2 separate regions of the Zea mays genome follow, and region 2 is linked to region 1. A link is a contact called in public Hi-C data. All regions are on one chromosome and are shown on one strand. Each heading gives the region's core, a stretch centred on a gene start, on an enhancer-like site or on the middle of the called end of the contact. The rest is flanking DNA. Distances are from core to core; before and after follow the strand shown. Region 1 holds the start of LOC542714 (thiamine biosynthesis 1). Region 2 has its middle 13 kb from the start of LOC100273227.

Region 1 (3,612 bases), core at 315-2,814:
AAGTTTAATGATTTTAATCTCGGTTACCGAGTACCAATTATACATTCGGTATATAGCTGTTTTCAACCGATACTCGTACCGATATTCGTACCATTTTATCCCCTAGTGGACGAGTCCCAGCGTTACAGTGACAGTGCAGAACAAAAGAGAACAGAGAAGCAACTCCACGATTACCATGCATTTTTTCCCGTAGTAGGACTCGCACGTGACGTGACAGACAGAGCACAGGTGTGGCATGTCGATGGCGCGGTGGTGGTGCTATGAACACGACACACTATAGCGAGTCAAATTAATAATAACAACAACAATAATAAAGCTAACCCAAGGGAATTCGATCGATTCATCATTGAACAACAAGGCAATTAAGATAAGACGCTGCTGGCGTCGATCCTCCTCTCTGCTTGCCGCACTCAGGCGTCCACGACCTCGTCGTCCTTGTACGCAATCATCAACTCCTCGCGCAACGGCGGCGACATGGTCCCGTCCACGGCGTTGGGCCTGCCCAGGGCCTTGAGCGCCAGGTGCGCCGCCTTCTGGCCGGAGATCATCATGGCGCCAAACGTCGGGCCCTGCAACAACCAACAGACAATTTTAGACATATTCCTCATTGATTCAGTGAGTATCGCAATGACATGAGTATTGTCTTCCTCACTACTGACCATCCTGGGGGCGCCGTCAATCTCGGCGACCTCCATTCCGGTGACGATCATGCCGGGAACGACCTCGCGCGTGAGGCGCACGATCTCGTCCTCGGCGGTGTTCATGTCGAGCGCCTTCATCCCCGGCACGGCGCTGATCATGCCGATGTCCTGGAGCCTCTTGACGCCGGTGGCGCCGAAGGGCCCGTCGTGGCCGCAGGAGCTGACCACGACCTTGGCCTCCATGACGTTGGGGTCCATGCAGGACTGCGTGTCGTGGTTCATGGACACGAGCGCCCAGTTGGTGACGACGCCGCCGACGCGCCCTCCCCTGACGATGAGGTCCTCCACGGCCACGGCGTTGAACAGCTTCACGTTGGGGCGCGCCAGGAGCAGGCTCATGACCGTGGACGTGAAGAGCGCGGCGTGCTTGATGACCACGTAGTCCTCGGCCTCGTCGTACGCCACGCCCAGCTCGTCCAGGAACAGGTGCGCCGGCTTGCGCACCACCATGGCCGAGAACAGCTGCCCGCCCAGCCACGCGCCGCCGCCCGGCGACACCGACTGCTCCACGATGGCGATGCTCACGGCGGGGTCCTTGGAGAGCTCGTACGCGCAGGACAGCCCCGCGGAGCCGGCGCCCACGATGACGACGTCGGTGTCGGCGTAGGTGATCATGTCCGTCATGTAGCGACGGGTCATCTCGCGGGACACGATGGACTCCTTGATGGGGCTGAACCGGAAGGACGTCAGGTCGTAGGGCGGGTTGGAGGAGGACATGGACATGGACGCGCAGATGGGCCCCGCGCCGGCGCCGCGCGGGCCGGTGGCCACCACGAGGGACGCCGGTGTGGTCCGCGTGGCGGCCGGGAGCCGGGAGCCCGCGAAGGAGGACTTGAGGAGGCTAGACGCGGCGGCGGTGGCCATGGCTGACAAGCTATAAGCGCTAGCTTCTTTCCTTCTTGCTGCAGCAGAGGGGCACAAGGTTTATATTAAGAAGGGCACAAGACGAGACGAGGGCAACAAATATCTTGGCTGGCGTGGCCGTGGCGCCATGCATGGCTACGTGTTTAGCAGATGGGGCGTGGTTGGTCACGGGCACTCTGGCACCCACCCTGTGTCAGCTAGCTGGTGTATGCAGATATTTTGATCGATGGACGATGGCCATGGATGGCTTTGTGGAGAAATTCAAGTTCTCTGATTTCTAAAAGTATTCCGCTCCGCCGCCTAAAATTGGGAACCGTCCAAGTACCTATCATGCCTCCTGAGCAAATCCCACCACCTGCGAGAAAGATGCGATGCAAGCTTCTGCCTAATACTAACTTCGTTCTTAAATATTTGTCATTTATTTTCGAATTAAAAGATTAAAGATTGTAAAATATCATGCATGCCCTTCAATTGTAAAATATGCACTGCCGATCCCCTCAAATATCATGTATGCATGTGTGAAAGCGACCTTGCATCCCGATGAGGCGCCTTTCCTGTGAAAGGATGAGGTTTCACGTATTGTCCACCTTTCCTTTCCCTACGTTGTGACCCTGCTCCCAACGGAGATCTAGATCTTTTGGACCACTACTGTCCTATGGCCAATGATCTTGACAAATAGCCGATACTTCATAAGCACGTACGCATCAAGCATGAATTAGTTAACTAGAAGACTATATACTAGCAGTCTAGGGATAATTGCCTATCAATTAATTTGAACGTTAGATATATAGGCATTTTTCATATCATTTTAATTATATAAATTAACATTATAATGATAACATATAAAAGTGTGATCTCAAATATATCCATAACAATATGGATCATGAGAACACACAGCATATGAATCATATAAATCATATAATGATAAGCATATAAACTGACTGAACAATTGAAAATAAACAGATAGAAACATAAACAACATGACTGTAAAATTAAAACAGACAGATATAACATATTATAATAAGACAGAACAGATAAGCTAAAATCATTGCTACATATAAAACAGCACAGATGAATATATGAAACATATCTAATCTGTAGAACGTAAAACAGTAAAAAAATAAACTGATCATACCCTCTCATGCGCTCTGATGATCCAGATCTTTGTCCAGCTTCCCTTGTCATGTAGCCAGAAAGAAGATGTTTTGGGCAGTCGCGTAGACGCTCCCCAAAAACCTAATTGCCGATCCCCCGTGCAAGGTCTCGAACGGCAAGGGCTTCGGAGGCACCTGCCCTCTCGCTGCTCTGTGCGCGTAGAGTCACGAGATGGGAATACTCTCACTTGCGGCTGGGCTGTGACTCTGAAATAGTTCTGTTTCTCGTGTACCAAGTGCCATGGGTTCTCCTCTACTTAACCTCTCTCAAAGGGAAGCTGAAGGAGAAGGGTCGCATGCGGCACGCCAAGAGACGGGCAGCTGAAGGACAAGGGTCTCGCATGCTGCTGACGAAGAGACAGGCAACTGAAAGGTTTACGCGGTTAGTGAGTGCTAAAAATTAACACAACCACGGTTAGTGAGTGCTAAAAATTAACACAACCACACCACGCCCGCTCGCCTGCCACGCCACGGCCGGCCCGAGCCCGGCCCGGCCGGTGGCACGCCCTTTTCCGTTTCTTGACTTCTCAAGTTAGGTGGAATAATTCCCACCATATAAGTCAAGCCAAAAGACCCTTGGACTTCCAATATGGTACTATTGGTATTCTCCACCATTACACAGCATAGAGTTTATTCAATAAATGGGCCAAGCCCATAAAAGATCCAACAACCCCCACCAAATTCTAGGGTTTGTAATGATGAAGTATCATAATCACAATCCTTTGATATACCAGTGTTTCGATGGAGACTGTTAAGTTGAACATCCATCTAGAATAAAAGTTTCACCCATTCACAACTGAACAATGGACTAAGCCTTGAATTGACAGTTTTGTGCGAAGTGAGATTCACTTAAATCCTTTGCTGATACTAGGCTGCAAAAGGGTATTCCCGCT
Region 2 (3,778 bases), core at 1,168-3,667, 170 kb after region 1:
ATTTAAGGACTCTTTGCTAGTGTGACTCAACTAAGGACATGGATTAGTGTCATGGTCCTAAAACATGTTTGTGCTTTTGTAGAAGTTCTAGGGCTGGTTCTTGCTTAGGAATGAAGTAGTTTTAATTGATTAAATTTTTGTTGCTTGAATTGTTGTTGTTGTTATATTCTCCTTGATGTAAAGCACCTTCCATGTGCTAATAGGAAGCAACAATCTTCCATCTGCTTAATAGGACCCAACAATCTTGTTCCATAAGATTTTCATTTCCTCGCTGGGGTTGTGCAATCAAGGAGTTCTACACAATACACATAGTGCCACTTTGCACTTGAGCATCCTATGGTGGACCAGGGGGTGCTTGATTTACATGGGTCACATGTTTGCAAGTTGCAGCCTGATATGTACAAGTTATTTGGTCCATGCATATCTTTGGGGGGCACAAAACGTGTAACATGTTTGAGACGGTATCTTAATCGGTTAGGCCTCTTGTTCGGTTATTCCAATTCCATGTGGATTGAAGTGTATTGGAATGTATTGAAATGGATTTTGACTTGCTATGGATTTAAACCGACTCAATACCACTCAATCCACATGGATTAATGGTGAAACAAACAAGCCCTTAATTGGATGGATTACATGTTCTAGTTAGAAGTTGAAAATATATTGGTGCCTATTCCGGAGAAAGGTTGGGTTTATTACCTATATAAGCGGGCTCTACTTTCTTTAAAAATCCTAATTACTTTTGATTAACATCCTAATTAATTACCATTTTAGAAATCCTAATTGCACTACTATTTTCACACTTAAAATCGACATCAATTGCGCGCATTATTACTATTTCACACTTAGAAATCCTAGCTAGTTGGATACTTTTATTTTGGATAAATCAGAATCTACTTGAGAGACTAAGTTATTTAGCTTAGAATTTAATATTCTATGGCTTATAAAAGTTTACATATAATTATATCTCAAAATTATAGGCTCTGTAACTTGTAACTTATAGCAATGCTCTTTAGCTAAGTTTTTAGCAACGGAAATACAGCGTACAGAAAATATCTATGTTATATGGTCAAAACTTATATATAAATGTATTCTATGTATAATTATATTAATTTAGTCAATCTATGTCTAAATTATGATTTTTATTTGAAAGATCTAGAACAATGTGGTCTACACGAGATGCATGTTTAGAGAGCACATGATCTGCCGGGGACCCTTGTTCGCCTAATAATAATAATATATACAGTGCCTTGTGCATGCTTGGGGACCCCGGCCGGCCGCCTACCTGTACCTTTCGATATTCTTACATAAATAATGTAGGTGGCCTAGATAAGGGTTGTTCAAAAATATAAAGTGAGGATGGCTGGATAAGCACAAACATGTCTTGATGCCAGCTCATATATCCTGATCCTGATTAGGGTTAAAAACGGACGGAAAAAATCCAGTCTCGATTTGTACCATTTTCTATATTTGACCCGACCGTTTCTGTATTTACGGAAAAAATATGGAAACAGGACGGAAACGGGAGAGGACTTATTCCGTCCGTTTTTGCGGGATCCCGTTTTTTCCGGATCGAATCCTTATTTATTCCGTATTGGACAAATATGGGACGAGCCTAATATGCATTAATATATAAACAAAACCCTCGTGTATTTAGGTGACAAATTATAGCACAATTGGCCATTGTAACCACCGGCTCTTTTCAAATGACAAGTGTCAAATGACAAGTGATTTAAAGTCTTAAACAACATTGGATGTAGCTAAATGTACACATTTAGCAACCAAACAACAATAGAATGTTGCCTCTCTATATCTATTTGTTTTATATTATTTCTGCCAGTCAATCACTAGTCAAACGTCAATAACATTTCTATTTGTATTAGATTGTGAGTTTTCGTTAGTATTTCCGTTTCCGTTCGTTTTCGCAATTCCGTTTATTCCGCTCCCGTTTCCGTTCCCGACTATTCCGGATCCGATCCCGTTTCCGATGATAAAATACGGATATAGAAACGGGAGAGAGGTTTTTCCGTCAGTTTTCATCCCTAATCCTGATCCGTATTTGGCTTTGCAAATTAACTAGTATATATTTATATCATAGTTGTGTTCTTCTATACACGGGAGTGAGCAGTAGCTGCAGTGCTTCACTTGGATCAGGTGGGCTCCTCCGAGGATTGGATTGCATCATTAAAAACAGTGCGGCAGTTAATTAATGAGACGTCAAGCCTGGAGAAGCGACACGTAACGGCTCTGAGTTAGCAACACGTAGCCATCCCCTTTCCTGCCGAAGGAGGAGCGTGCATCGGTCATCACTCATCAGATGACAGCGGGCGGGCCTCCGCCGAGCATTTGGATATTGGACCACCCCCCGGCCAGCCATCGGCGTCGGTCCATCGGCCGTGTGCGAGTTATGCGGGCGGCCCACGCGGCCTCGTGGGTGGATGGGGGCCCAGCCCCGGTGAGCCCTCGTCGCCAAGCGCGGCCGTCGTGGTCCCCTTGGGTCGCGCCTTATCACACGTCGGATCGGACGCCGCCGTCGCCGTCGCGCGTTGGGGGTGGCCGGGTGGGGCAAGCGGCGGATCCCGACCGATTCGGCCGCCGTTGTGAAAGTGAAACCGCGTCGGACTTGTTCATCCTAGAACCAGCGCGGAAATCTACCGTTTCCAGGCCGGGGTTGCGTCTACTCTCGTGTGGATATTCCGAGGAGCAGTCGACATTCCTCAGTCTCCTCCACAAACAATCTGACACTCCTACTCCACTGTGCAGTGTCACTGGTAACGAGTAAACACATTAAACAGCGGAGTATCTCAAGAGGAACAGTGATACAGGATGTGGTCCTCCCGGGACGTCACGTACCCATCATCCTCCGTGCCGGTGCGGCGGTGCCTGGTCCATCCGGTTTGTTGCCGAGCCCTACATTTTGGCCTCTGCGTCCACAATTGAGTTGATGGATCTCTCCCCTCTGACCCTCTCCCATAGGGGTGGGGCTCCTCACCCGCCTTCAATGACTGATAATTGTCCAGGCAAAGCATAGCTATAGCAGTCACAACACAAACTACAATTGATTCCCATAGCTGACCCTCACTAAAAAATCACTGATAGAAACTATAAGTTTCATCGCTATTTTTTGTTGTAGTGTCGTAATAAATATGGATGTAACAGTGTGGCTAGTAAACTGTGAACTCTGATGGAAACTGGATGCTCATCCCAACGGTAAAACAATGATTTCTTGTGTCTTCGTCGCATGTGTAGACCTAATTTCTCATGGAATTTCCTCATCTTTCTTATTAATTTTCTTACCATGTCACCAAATTGCTTATGTGGTAGCTAAATTAATGTTATAAAAATTAAATGATATAGAGGGTTAGACCTGCTCTTATAGCTAAGTTCTATTCCCAGCCCTCACCTTGCCATTCTTCCGCAGCCGATGTAAAGTAGGGGTGGTAATGAATCACAACCCAAATAATTATTTACAATTTGTTTAAACCCTTAATTAATTTTAATTGAAAATGAATAGAAATAGATCATAATCTAATCTTTAAATTGTATAGTTAAAATTTAGAGCACCACCTCTACGTAACGGTGGGGATAGGACAGCAGGCTCCGGCTCGAGTAATTTTGTTTTGGTGGTCGCCCTCCTTTTATCCTTTAGCAGCCGGAGGACCAGATGACCTAATCAATGCGCCGCAATTACAACGATCGTTACCATGTTAGTGCACAGGTGGAGGCTAGAGTGAAATCTAAACATGCTTCTGCATCCTGACGCGTTGAGGAAAACAGGCCA

Evidence for each region. A called contact is a pair of places that touch in the nucleus more often than the background predicts.
Region 2: a Hi-C map of leaf mesophyll shows a contact between it and region 1, with 2.7 times the contacts expected there. The contact joins the enhancer-like site here to the promoter of LOC542714 in region 1. A contact is called at or near these places in 6 of 25 Hi-C or Micro-C datasets (bundle sheath, ear, leaf and 3 more).

What each region holds. Positions count from the first base shown.
Region 1 is chr8:141,784,325-141,787,936 of Zm-B73-REFERENCE-NAM-5.0, forward strand. It overlaps LOC542714 (thiamine biosynthesis 1), which reads right to left and starts at 1,565. Exons shown (of 2, transcript NM_001112226.1): 1 at 660-1,565; 2 at 187-569. The coding sequence starts at 1,565. The coding sequence ends at 411. All of the region lies in intron 3 of LOC103637336 (CRIB domain-containing protein RIC10), which reads left to right.
Region 2 is chr8:141,955,329-141,959,106 of Zm-B73-REFERENCE-NAM-5.0, forward strand. No RefSeq gene overlaps it. Among protein-coding and RNA genes, the nearest start is that of LOC100273227, 13 kb to the right of the region's middle. Within about 2 kb of position 2,418, at least 18 of the 20 cell types and tissues checked have an H3K27ac peak or open chromatin away from gene starts, as enhancers often do. A contact at or near this core is called in bundle sheath, ear, leaf and 3 more, where this site is marked.